Regions from separate parts of the Anas platyrhynchos genome. Here region 1 is linked to region 2. The links are chromatin contacts, called in public Hi-C maps. All regions are on one chromosome and are shown on one strand. Each heading gives the region's core, a stretch centred on a gene start, on an enhancer-like site or on the middle of the called end of the contact. The rest is flanking DNA. Distances are from core to core; before and after follow the strand shown. Region 1 holds the start of PITPNM2 (phosphatidylinositol transfer protein membrane associated 2). Region 2 holds the start of ARL6IP4 (ARF like GTPase 6 interacting protein 4).

The links. A called contact is a pair of places that touch in the nucleus more often than the background predicts.
Region 1: a Hi-C map of liver shows a contact between it and region 2, with 3 times the contacts expected there. The contact joins the promoter of PITPNM2 here to the promoter of ARL6IP4 in region 2. A contact is called at or near these places in 3 of 8 Hi-C or Micro-C datasets (liver, skeletal muscle and subcutaneous adipose tissue).

Annotation. Positions count from the first base shown.
Region 1 is chr16:3,385,258-3,391,838 of IASCAAS_PekinDuck_T2T, forward strand. It overlaps PITPNM2 (phosphatidylinositol transfer protein membrane associated 2), which reads right to left and starts at 3,118. Exons shown (of 26, transcript XM_072024363.1): 1 at 2,722-3,118. It overlaps MPHOSPH9 (M-phase phosphoprotein 9), which reads right to left. Exons shown (of 24, transcript XM_027469738.3): 24 at 5,062-6,417. The coding sequence ends at 6,316.
Region 2 is chr16:3,246,565-3,253,142 of IASCAAS_PekinDuck_T2T, forward strand. ARL6IP4 (ARF like GTPase 6 interacting protein 4) reads left to right here and starts at 3,029. Exons shown (of 6, transcript XR_011803767.1): 1 at 3,029-3,485; 2 at 4,294-4,623; 3 at 5,042-5,159; 4 at 6,068-6,137; 5 at 6,366-6,541. It overlaps OGFOD2 (2-oxoglutarate and iron dependent oxygenase domain containing 2), which reads left to right. Exons shown (of 6, transcript XM_027469741.3): 3 at 1-12; 4 at 860-984; 5 at 1,465-1,722; 6 at 2,394-3,095. The coding sequence ends at 2,669.

The DNA of each region.
Region 1 (6,581 bases), core at 1,868-4,367, 140 kb after region 2:
GATTTTAGCAGAGTTATTTCAGGCTACTGTCAGCAAGAGCCTCGGAGTTCACTATTTAGACATCACTTTTGACCCTTTCTGCCAAGTTACTTAAAAATATTGTTAAAGGATACCAGAAATTTGTTTACTCAAACCATTACTGTTTCCTGAACACAGATGCAAGAAAAAGTTATATTAAGAAGATAAACAGCTGCTACTGTATGCTGTTTAAATGGCAACAAAAGCATCTAAGGGCCATAAAGGGAATAGTAAGGGAATTAAAACGCATTTTTATGCATGAAGATGGCTAACATCCGTACATTCATTAAAGTGGTATCAACCATGCTTTTAATTAAAAGTTAGTGACAGAAACTTAAATATGATTAATGAAATCTAACAGCCTACCAGAAGCCTGCTCTATCAAAAGCAAGAAGCACAACAAGCGGCGTTTTCAGCCCTTGCTCATTTCCCATCCCTCTCGGAGATGCTGCCACAAGCAGAACACATCACAAGGACGACAAAGCAGCATTCCTGTGAAAAAAAGCAAGCTAGGACAAGTCTGCAACCACGCTTTCGTGCTTGGTCATTCCTAATTTTGTGTATCCCAGGGAGGCGTTTCAGGTAGCGAGCAGCCCAGGGCCAAGCCAAGGAGCTGGTGACCTGTCAGAATAGGCAGCTACGCAGCCCTCTCTCGAACGTCTCAGGCACGAGGTCTGCAAAGGACAGGAAAGGCTGTCCTACAAACACCAGCCTCCTACTCAACAGTGGAAAAAATCACTCAGAAGCCAGCGCTGAACTCTGTAACACAGGCAGACTTCTTGTGTTACTCGGGGGCACAACACAGTCACGACAAAAATAAACTACACGATAAAAATACAGCGCAAGCAAAAAGACAAGGCATGGGGAGGGAATCAGTACGCCAAAAGGAGCCCTACAAACTATGTATGTTTCAACACGAGACCAAACCACTGCCCATTTAAGTCACAATACCTGTGAAAGCTGAGCTGTGACCACTGTCCTACTGAACTCCTGTCCCATGCAGAGCCAAGCATTTGCAGATTACGTCTTCAAAAGACTTAAGATGTTTTTTGGCACCACATTATCTACTTTGCTGCTTCCAGAGCATATAGAAGATGGAAGTTCTTACTTCAGAGCGGTTATTAGCAGAGGAAGAAGTTGTTTTTGTGTGGTTTTTCTTTTTAAGTGCACAATTTGAATAAACTTTGTCTCAACCACAGCATTTCAACATAAAGCGTTGATCGGACTGCGTTGCGTGGCTGACTGCACAGGGCACTGCTCTGCACCAGGAGATGGGCTCCTCTCCTCGCTCCTGGCTCTGCCCACGATGCTGCAGCCCAGCACGCACCTCGGCACGCTCCTCCGTGCTTCTGCTTCTTCAGTGAAGCAAGAGGGGTTGGGGAGGTGAAGGAAGTGACATTAACCCTCCTGCAGCTGGGCAGGGAGTGAGAACTGCTCATGCTGTAGCCTGCTGGCACGGGGCAGCAACAAATGCTCCAGAACCAAGCCCAGGGTTGTTCAGGGGCACCAACACCGGGCCCTTTTTGTCAGGTTGAGCCCTTTTTATCAGGTGGAGAGGCACCAAGGGACCACCAGGCCCAGCAGCCTCCCAGCAGAGAGCTCCCTTCTTGCAGCCCATCATCTGGCTACAGAACAGCACCGCTGCTTGTTCTGAGGGGAAAACCTCTCCCTCCCACCCTCTCTGGTGCAGACACTGCCTCAGGAGCCTGCCCGATGTCCCCAGCAGTTCACTGACCATCAGGGGTCTCTAAGGCCCAAAAACCCATGAGGATTTTTGCGGGCTCTACCTCAAAGGTGTTCCTCCTGCAAGGCTGCTGCAGGTCTGGCCCCTGCTCTCCTGAGGCAGACCCCACAAGCAGAGGCCGGCATGGGCAGCGCCTTCACCCTCTCCTCATCACAAAACTGGGAGGTTGTGGGGCTGCCACCACCCTGCCCCTACTCCACGATACCTGGTAACTAAATTCAGGTAAATTCAATCCCTGGGGAAGTGCTAATTGGGAAGCCAGGATGAGGAGGGCCATGGCCGGAGCGAAGCACCTCACCGGGCGTGCTATGGCCTCGTGCCTGGCGTGCTCGAGGGCTGCCCTGACACAGCGCTGAGGGTGCCCCTCAGCTGAACGTGGCAGGGGGATGGTGGCTGGGGGCTGAGGAGAAGGGAGGCTCCAGCACTGAGGGGAAGGCTGGGGCACAACCCAACCGCCCTGATGTGCCAGAGACCGCGTCCAAGCAAGGTTACGCTCGCTTATCAATTTCACGTGAAACAACCCACAGCCGAGGCACGGCGCTGCTATGGCTGCAGCGCCAGGCGCATCCCTCCCCTCTCCTTTATCCCAATATTGGGGAAACTTTCCCCACCCAAGCATCCCGCTGACCGCAGGAGGCGACCGAGGCGGCCCATCCCTGCCCATCCCCGGCCCCAAGACCCCGCGGCACCCCCGGGAGCCCCCGGCCGGGCACCCCGCGGCCCGCAGGGGCCGTTCCTCCACCGGCCGCCTCAGCCCCACCGAGGCCCCGGGGAGGAGCCGAACCCAACCCAGCCACCCCAGCCCCTGGTGGAGGGGGGGAAGAGGCTGCAGCCACCCCCTTGGGGCCCGGCCTTTCCCTCCTCACCCTCCCTTCTCTTCCAGCACCCCCCCTCCCGCAGCGAGGCACGGCCCCGCTGCCCGCCAGGTGCCGGTGCCCCCACCCCGGTCCCTCACGCACCGGCTGCTCCCGGCCGCGGTTCTCGCTGCGGCTCGGCGGCTGCCTACGGGTCTCTGCGTGCCGACATGCCGGAGCTCCGCTGGCATAATCCCCCCCCACACACACACGGCGAGGGTGGGCCGGGAGCAAGCAGCAGCAGCGGCGGCGGCGGCTTCTGGCTCGGCTCTGCTCGTTCCCTCACCCGCCGTGGAGCTGGCGAGGGGGGGAAGAGAGGCGGGCGGGCTCGGTGCTGCGGGGCGGGGAAAAAAGGCGAAAAGCCTCAGCACCCCCCCCCCAGCCCCTGCACCCTTGCTCCTGCCGCACGGTTTGCTTCTTCTTCTCCCCAGCCCCAGCCGTGCCCACCCGCCGCGGGGAGCCGCCACTTCCTTCGGCGGGCCGGAGCTCCCGCACGGCGGGCGGCTGGGGGGGAGGCGCCGCCTGCTGGCCGCGGGGAGCCCCGAGCCGCCGGGGCTGGGAGGGAGGGGGGGGGACACCAAGGAACGCGGCCCTTAGGGCTGGGGGTTACACCTGGGGTATCGGGCCCTTCAAAAGCCGGAGGGAAAAATCACGGTTTTGACAATGTCTCGCGTTCGGAAATCTCGGAGTAAACGGCAGCAAAAAGGGGGTGGTTTAACTTTGAAGGTGTTGTCACCCGTCTGATTTTTTTAAGGGTGCATCGCTTCTCCCTGCTGCAGGTGTAAGGTATTATCAGTAACCAGTCTGTTGGTCAGCACTGGGTAATTCCGAACTCATCAGCCTCAGCTGCCGTCAGCTTCGTGCTTTGGGCTCAGCCTCGAGGACTTGCACACATCTCACCAGGACCTGCTCCCAGGGCTGCTCCATCTCGGGTCCCATCCCTGGAGGGTACCCGTGCTCCTGGATGCCCAACATATTGGCTTTACTCTCTTTTGTAAGGACTACCTGCATTGCCACTGTAAATTCTAATCAATTTTTTATTTACTAAGAGATAAAGTTCCCAGTGGAAGGCAGATCGTAACTAAAGTTATCAATGGTACAGAGACTTTTTTTTTTTTTTTAATAAATGTTTTCTATAGAAGGGGACAAATAAGAGACTTTTCCAAGAGTTAAATCTCAATAAACGTTACTATTCCTGCAACACTCATCGCAGAGAAACTATGCATGGGAGGGGCTTGCAAGGTCAGTCTGAGAAAAGCTGAAGATCTGAGCAAAACCTAGTAGGGTCAAAAAGGTGATGAACATCTACAGAGCTGAGAGGTGCCAGATGGAAGAATGCAAGAGGAAGACAAAGTCCTGCTCAGAAGAAGCCTAAGTTTCTGCTTCTCTAGGCCTTAATTGTCCCCAGGTATGGAAAGAGACAATACGGTTGTGTTCAGGCAAAGAATTTTGAAAGCTCTTGAAATTTAAAAATTTAAAAAGACATTATCCAGAAGAGTGCACAGCAAGTGCAGTCATTTTCCAAACGTGCCCCACTTTTTTTTTTTTTTTTTTTTTTACTTTTTTTTTTTTTCTTTGTGATGCTTCAGGTCTGATTTTCAGAAGCACTAAGCATTCAGGCCTCCCACTGATTTAATCTGGAACTGCAGATTCTCTGCCCCTCTGAAGAATCAGGCTGAAGGCACCATACTGAAACAGGTCACCCTAAGCCAGACATTTATTTGAAAAGGTTGTCCTAGAAGTTTACGAAGAGCAACACTTAGATATTATTTTTTCCCTTCAGTGTTATAATAGAACAGAAATAGCCTAAAGAGCTCCAACAGATGGAGGAGGACTTTTGATTAAAAAATAAATTCTGACTCACACTTCAGTTTTCTGGATGTAATAAAAAAGTACATGAATATGAATAGCACTGGAGAGAATGGAGTGAAAGTAAAGGGAGGTTATAAGGAAAGGCACGGAAAGAGCTGAACCGATTTACCTGCTTGTTTCAAATGCTTGTCAGGAAAGTTCTGTTTGTTTTTGCTGATGAAAGAACAAGACCATTAATGGACCCACAGTAAGTTTTCTAGTGATGGGTTCCTTGTGAAAAATGCTACTTTTGAAGGATACTTCTAAATTCTGCCTGTTAATAATTTAAGATGATGGAAAAAATAACTTGTTCAGCTAAATACTGGAGTTGCACTGGGAAGTCAATGTTCTTTTTTTTTTTTTTTTTTTTTTCCCCCTCAACCCCTCTTTTGAGGGAAAATGTTAATTAAGAATATGAAATACCATGAAAATTCTGAGTCTATTGGTGTAGCCAGGAAGTATATGCAAGCAAGTCATCTCCAAGCATTCAGGCCCAATTTCAACATTTTAGAGTAAAAGGGAAAATGAGTAATTAGCATCCTTGACTTCTCACCAATTCTCATCTTATATTAAAAGCAACCCACATGGCAGAAGTGGAGGCAAAAAACACTTTATATAAAAAAAATAAAAAGACTGTGCATGGGTAGGACAGTTCTTCATTAAATATCTTAAAACAAAAGCGCTCTAATTTTAGAAACAGACCTTCACAAGCTTCCTTTATGACAGCTATTCTGGCCTTTCCACTGCAAAATAATCACATAATTGGTGGCTAAACATCTTGAACAAGGACAGAATTTGAAACACACAATATGATTAAAACCTACATTATCGCTGATGTAATATCCCAGAACCTATTATTGTTCTTGGGCTAGAGGAAAGAATCTAATTAAACATTTATTTAATATTAAAATGCAAACTAAAATATCAATGTTGAACAGTAATTCAACAACATGCCAGCTAGCAAATACATATTTTTCACCAAGAAAAATGCATGTATGGTCACAAAAATAGCTTGGATTTCATTTGGAAATGCGTGCTTATAACTGCGGTCAGAACACTGGCATGGCACAAAACCCCAAACTAGCATTTTAAAACAGGAGCTGCAGTTGGGTAGTTACACGTCCTGCGGTGTCGGCTGGAGTTGAGCTGCTTGGTGGGAGGCAAGCTGGCCACTGTCAGTCTCACGAATTCTGGTCCTCATGATATCAAAGAATTACTCCCTGAACTGTTGGGAGACACCAAATAATTTAGAGCAGTATTTTACAAAGGTAGCCAGAGGCGGCCAAACCAGCAAAACATATACCAATTTGCAGTCAGCCAGCCATAATGTAAGTATTCCTCACAGTTGTTTGTCACAATGAAAAATATCCAAGTTGTAAGACTTAAAAGAAAAGGATTTACCATATAGCAGCAGTTATAACACTGGTAATTCATGTTGCCTTTTGTATGAAAATTCAAAATTTACTATTAGCTATATTTACAACGTAGCATAGATATTTATAAAATGGTGAGGAAAATGAAGTGCAAAAAAGATAACACGGTCATTTTCCAAAAACAAGCTGCCTTTTAGTTTCTTCTTATTATACATTGAATATCATTATTTAAAAATAATTAATATTTCTAAAAATATTACAATACAGGATAAACATCAATTTCTCAACAGTAACAAAAATATGTTTAAAATATAGGTGGCTGTTTGAAGTACAAAATATTGCTGTGTGTAAAGGGTAACATAGTTGTAAAACTACTATTTAGGGTTTATAAAAATACAAAACAATTCTGCATTTACTGAGTGCATAATTACATATTAGTGCAAAAAAAAGCTTATTTGAATTCAAGAGTGAATTGTCAAAGATTTGCAGAGGTACGTAAAACATGAAATCTTTTCAGAGTCATGCGTATTGATCCCAAATCCCTGTTAATCCTTTCCAAGCGATCTTCCAGGGCTTCCTAGCAGTTAAAGAAAAAGAAAGGGGGAAAAAAAAGGATTTAATAACATACAACAAAATCCAGTGATCCTTCTAAAATTAACATGCTACTGTTATTCCTTTAGTATCTAGTAGTATTTTTAGTATCCTTTCTGATATTTTGCTATCATATTCTGTTAGCATCTA
Region 2 (6,578 bases), core at 1,779-4,278:
AGTCCTTCTCAGGTAAAAAACAAAACAAAACAACCCATCATCGACAAAGAGCACCCGCGTGACGCTGAGCCTCAGCGATGACAGCTGTTTTCGAGCCCTGTCTTTAATAGCTCGGATTTGATATGCAGCCGAGACGAGCAGGATGTTATTTTCTGCCTGATGAGAGTCTCTGGAGAGGCAGTGTTGTGCAGCAGTTGTGCTCTGGATGAGATCCTGTGTTCTGCCTTTCCTGTCCCAGCCTGCTGATGTCTCAGCAGAGGCTCTCGCTGCAGCAGGGCTGGGGTTTTGGTTGTACTGTAACCTCACAGGGGAGCCCGCTGAAGGAATCCTGCTTGCTAGGAGGGCTTGGTTTTCCCTCCCCAGTGCTTTCCCATTTCAGACAATCCCCCTAGGTTAGTCTGAGCTGAAATATTCTCAGTCTGGCTTTCAGCCTTTTTAAAAGAGATCTGGGTTTTCAGCTTCCCTGGTGGCATTCGTGAAGCTCTCTTTGTACCAGAAATGCTGAGAAAAGCTGAAAAGTTGTCTCCTTTTCTCAAAACAGAGAAAAATGTGCGTGCAGAGCTCTGCTCTCCAGAGCTTCTCAGAGCATTTCCGTGGCACCTACAGCAGGCATTTAAATCGGTGCCAGGGCTCGTAACTGGCTGGAGAAGCCTGGAAGCAAGGGCCCAGCGTGCAAAATAACAAATCCATCCCAGAGCCAATCCTCAAGACCAGTGCCAATCCTCTGAGCAGCTGGAGCACGACGCGAAGCGTGTGGGTGCTGCGTTCTCACCAACATGAGCACAGTCTAGCTCGGCAGCACAACAGCCAAGCACACCCCTGCCTGTTATTTCCCCAGCTGTCTCCCTTCTCTTGGCAGATAAGAGGATCTATCGGCTGCCAGTGTTCACGGAGGAGTTCTGCCGAGCCTTTGTTGAGGAGCTGGAGAACTTTGAGCAGTCGGACATGCCGAAGGGCAGGCCCAACAGTATGAATAACTATGGGGTAGGACTCAGCAGCTCTCGTGCTTCTTTAGGGGGAGCGTTCACGAGCAGACTTTGTTTACCTTGTTTCAGGATCCTTTCCATTCCAAAATGTCTGTATTTGAGTACAGCTTTGTTTGGGTACAGCCTCCTTAAAGGCTGAGGGAATGTGAGTGACTTGTCTGGAGACAAAAGGACAGGGAAAGGCAGGGACAGGGTGTGGGAGCTGGTATCTCAGAGCAAAGAGTGCCTTGCTTTTAAACAACACGCCTCTAAATCAAGGCGTCTGGTTCTAAAGAACACTCAACTTTTGATCTTACTCTGTTCACCACCACTTTCCATCTGATCTTCTTTCCTCTCCCTGTAGCTGGAATCTTTGTTCTTTGGCTCTTTATCTGAGCAAGCAGCAGTGTTGGAAGAGAACAAGGCAGCTTAGTACTTGATGAAGCAGCAGAGAACCCAGCTGCCGGTCAGCTGCTCCCAGCTCCTCTCTCTGTGGCAGGTCTTGCTCAACGAGATAGGGATGGATGAAAACTTCATCACGCCCCTGCGGGAGAAATACCTGCGGCCCATAACGGCTCTGCTCTACCCCGACCTGGGGGGCGCCTGCCTGGACAGCCACAAGGCGTTCGTGGTCAAGTACGCGCTGCACGAAGACCTGGATCTCAGCTCCCACTATGACAACGCAGAGGTCACCTTAAACGTTTCGCTGGGGAAAGACTTCACAGAAGGTGGCTTGTACTTCGGGGATTTCCGGCAGGTACTGGGCACATTCCTTACCTGGAGCCTGCTTCTGTTCCCCTCTAATCCCAATTCCAAGGCATTGACTGTTCTAAACAGCAGTTGTTCACTTCTGACAGTCCAAAGCACTCTGTCCCTTCCCCTTTTTTTCAATGTAGTGGTTATACAGGAACCTTTTCTGCAAGGAACAAGATCTCCCTGCTCAAGCTAACTGCAGCCAATTCAAAGAGAGGAGAGAGCTGTGGTAGTAGAAGGCAGAGTGAGACAAACCAACCCATCTTCCCTTAAGGAAAAGGATGAGCAGGGAGGTGCTGAGTGACAGGGAAAGAAGTCATTTACTTCACATGAGACTTGCACCTAATTCTGTAGCCCCTATTCTCTAAGAATAGGGCTAATCCCCCTCTAAGAAGGGGATTCTTCACAGGAGAGGGGTTAAAAAAACCACCATACACTGGTGAAACTTTTTTTTGGACTGAAACTCTGTCTTTGAATTCCCTCTGGACCTGTCACTGCAAATGCCTTACCTGAAAGCAGTTGTACCAAAGTGCTGCCAAGCCACCAGTGGCTGTGTTTGAGGTACAGCTCATCCTTTCCCTGTTGCTTGTTGAAGAAATCAAAGTTTTAACTTGCTGGCCACTGTTCTTCAGGGACTTTCTGGTATAATGCTGTACCCACCTCCCTTTGTTCCAGGATCCCAGCCCCGTGCCCAGCTACATCGAGGTCGAACACGTGGGGACCCAGGGGCTGTTACACAGAGGAGGGCAGATCCACGGGGCGCTCCCCATCGCCTCGGGGGAGCGCTGGAACCTCATCGTCTGGATGAGAGCCTCGGCCATCCGCAACCGGCTCTGCCCCATGTGCAACCAGAAGCCCGAGCTGGTCGAAGCAGAGGGGTTCGGAGACGGCTTCACGGAAAGCGCTGAGGACGACGTGCCCGAGACTGTGGATCTCTGTTCGCTGTGGTAGCAGGTGCTAGGGCACCATTTCTCTGGACCAAGTTGCCTAAAGCTGTTTTCTGCCCTTTCGGGCTGCTCTGACAGACTCTGGTGGATGCGTGAGTTGTGTCAGAAGTCACTGGCACCTTGCTGGGGATGCAGAACCAGTCCTGCCGGGCTGGGGAAGCCGCCTGCGTCCCCTGCTGGTACTCAGCCAGGTGAGGGCTCACCCCCAGCGTGGTGGGGGGATGCTTGGAAGGTGTAGAAAGCCTTCAGGTGGAGTCACCGCAAGGGCTCTGGGAATATTTCAGGGGTACGGGAAAAATAACTGAAGCTGCTTGGCCTTTGTGGAGGCCTCTGTGCCAACAGCAGGGTTGCAAGGCTCTGTAAATGGGAAAGACCAGTGCAATAAAACCACATAACCCGCAGAAACAGTGCAATAAAACCCGAAATTTGCCACTTCTCTGCTATTGGCGGGCAGTCCTGGCCTCTCCCAGGAGAAAAGCTTTTGGGTTGCGGGGCAGCAGTGAGAGATCTGCCCCAAACCGAGATAAAAGCGGCTCAGAGCAGGCTGCTGGGAATGGCGTGGGGTTGTCACCACTGGAAATTTACCTAAAACAGGCTCAGAAAAACCCACCGGGAGCAGTACCGGGAGCTCTGATCCCCTGCGGCGGCCGAGGGGGTGCCTCGAGGGCTCCAGGAGCTCTTCGGAGCCATGGGCCCTGCCGAGCCCCGGAACCAAAGCGCGCGGTCCCGTTGCCAGCCGGCGCCGAGCGCTGCGGACCGGAAGTGAGGGGGGGACCGGGCCGGAGGAGCAGCGGCGGCGGCGGCGCGGCCCCGGCCCGCGGTGAGGCCGGGGGGCGCCGCGGGAGGGGAGGAGGGCGCATGCGCGCGGCGGCGGCACCGGGGGGGGGGCGGGGGGAGGGTGAAAGGGGCCTTAAAGGGGCAACGCTGCCGGGGCCCGGCTCTTAAAGGGGCCGCTCCCTTCTTAAAGGGGCCGCGCCCTGCAGGCTGCTGGCGGCCCCTGCTGTCTCCCGGGGGGGCGTCAGGGCGGTAATTAGCTGGGGATCCTCGTGCCCCTCATTAATTGGGGGCCCTCGGAGCAGCCCCGTCCCCCAGAGCTCCGGTGGCTGCCCAAGGACGAGGTGGTCCCAGCCCTGGCTGCGGCTGGGTTTGGGTAATTTTGGGGATCCCAAGGGCGCTGTCCCCGCAGGGCTGAGGCGCCATGGCCCGCAGCCAGCCGCGGAAGCGATCGCGGAGCAGGAGCCGGAGCAGGCAGCAGAGGAAGGAGAAGCGCAGGAAGAGCAGCAGGGAGCTGCACTCGAAGCCCGGCAGCAGCTCCCCGGGGAGGCGGCCCTCGGGGCCTCACAGGCACGGGTCGAGCTCAGCAGCCACCAAGGAAGGTAGGGAGAGGCCTGCGACCCAACGTTTTTAACGGGTTTTCTTGGGGCAGGTGGACAAAGGGGGCTTGGGTGGGAGAAAAGGATCCCTGCCTGTCACATCAGCGTGTGCTTTGTGCCCGTTTTGGTGGCAGCACCGAGGGGATTTGCCCTGGGGCTTTGTCTTCGTGCTGGGAGAGGAGGGCACCAGCAACGGGAATCCCTGCTGCTACAGGGCCACAGCTGCCCTGCTCACCCTCTTCTTATGCATTGCAGAAAAGAAGAAGGAAGGAAAGAGCAAAAAGAAGAGGAAGGCAAGCACATCGTCCTCTGAGACGTCTTCCTCCTCCAGCTCCTCCTCGTCTTCGTCTTCTTCCAGCTCCTCTTCCGATGACTCCAGTGACAGCGAGCCCAAAGCAAAGAAGAGTCAACACAGCAAAAAGAAGCGAGCGAAACACAAAGAGAAAAAGAAGAAGAAGAAAATAAAAAAGAAATCCAAAAAGAAGTCAAAAGAAAAACCTACGGAGGAGAGCACCAAGGCAGAAGTGGTGCCTGGCCCCTCACTGGAGCAGTGGCAGAAGGAGTCGCTGGTGGACTCCGGGCCAGGTAACGTTCACGTTTCCCTCTTGCTTAGCCAGGGAACACTGCAGTGGGGAAAAGCTCCTGCGCGTCCCCTTTGTGGGATCCACGCCGAGTGTTGTAGCAGAGCTGTGCACGGAGCAGTCCCTGACTCCTCCCTCCTGTTGCCTTTGAGCAACACTAAGTAGAAGTAAGGAGCTACATACATAGATTGGTGAGTTTTTAGCTCTAATTGTGGCTGTAAGGTGGAAAAAGAGACACCAAATTAAAGGACACAGCAGTACCAACCTGGCAGAGCTTTGGGGCCATCCAGCAGCCCTTCTTTGGTGTGGTTTGTCACTGACCCACAAGCACTGCAGGGATCTGGTGCTGTGTTCCTGACTGCTCATTGCAGGCACGCTGCGGTGCCGCTCGAGCACAGCTCTGACTAATGGACACCTTCCAGTCCTGACAGATGAACAGAAATCCCGCATCCAGGCTATGAAGCCAATGACGAAGGAGGAATGGGACGCGAGGCAGAGCGTCATACGGAGAGTCGTGGACCCTGAAACGGGGAGAACCAGGTACGGGCCCTCGGGGCAGAAAGGAGGCAGGATCTCCCTGTACAGGTGGTGAGGGGAGGAGGCTGTTCTGCTGTATGGGGCCATGTCCCCTTTATCCCCTTCAGCAGCAAAAGCCTGAGCTGAGGCCTTGCAGATCCCTCCTGTCAGCCCTGCAGATGGCACGTTGGGCACCCAAGGGTGACATTGTGCTGGGTTCCTACACAAGTGGCACTGGGCTGCCTCCCAGTGGAGAGCTGCAGGTGGCAGAGCTCCCTTTTATTTAATCCTTGTGGCTGGAGTGGTTCAGCTGTGTCCCATTAAATGGGGCCCTGCCCCTGCAAAAGCAAAAACCAGAGGGGGGTGGTGGTGCTTCCACACCCTCCCTGTTTCATGCTCCTGCCTTTCAGGGCTGAAATGTGCCCTCAGCACCTGGGGCTGAGTGGGCAGGGAGCGTGTTTTGCTTGAGGTTACAGACAATCAGCCTGAAGTTCGTTTAGCTGCCAACTAGAAATGACCCAGATTTTAATAAACTGCATCCTCCCAGCGAGCAGCAAACATCGTGCTGAAGAGAATTGGGCATGACAAGTCCGGTCTTAAAATAGAAGGCAGCCTGCGGGGCTTAGGGAGGTGTGGAGCTAAGGTCAGTTCCCCGGTAGGCACGTAATGAAGACAATTAAATTCCTGCTCGTGGTTGGAGGTGGGAGCTGCCTCTGACACTGCTGGAAATTTGTGCAGCTGAGATGCTCCGGGGCCTGGCTGCCTTTCAGGCCCAAACTGGCTCCCGTTTATGAGTGGCCCCTGTGTGCTTCGGGCATTCGGGAGCAGACCTGAATTCAGTGCATAAACAAATAAAATAAGGAAGGGGTTTTGCAGAGGCTGGGTCTGAAGCAGTAGCTGTCACAACTCATGGCCCTGTCCTTGTCTTCCAGGCTTATTAAGGGAGATGGAGAAGTTCTAGAAGAAATTGTCAGCAAGGAGAGACACAAAGAGATTAACAAGGTAACGGGGGGCTCGTCACCATCACTGACTGCTGGTGGGAGGGCTGGGGGGGCCACAGCTGAGGGGCTGCTGCACCCAGAGGCGTTGTTTTCGCCTCCTGGGACCTGAGTGGCTCCACTAGGGCAAAACCAAGCCCTGGCAGCCCTGCAGCGGCCCCAGCGGGTGGGTGCTGGTGGATTTTTGTCCTCGGGAAGGCCGTGCTCTGAGGGCCTGTCTCTCCCTTTCCAGCAAGCCACCCGGGGGGACGGGCTGGCCTTCCAGGTGCGGACGGGGATGCTGCAGTGAGAGCCTGGGCTCCAGCCGTGCCGGGGGCTGTTCTGCAGGCAGCAGCCTGGGTGTGATGAGCAGGACCCTGCAGGTGGCACCGCGTCAGGACGCTTCCCGGGGCACTTTCCACCCGCTCTGTAAGTTACTGACTGGGAAGAAGAGCACCTTTAATGG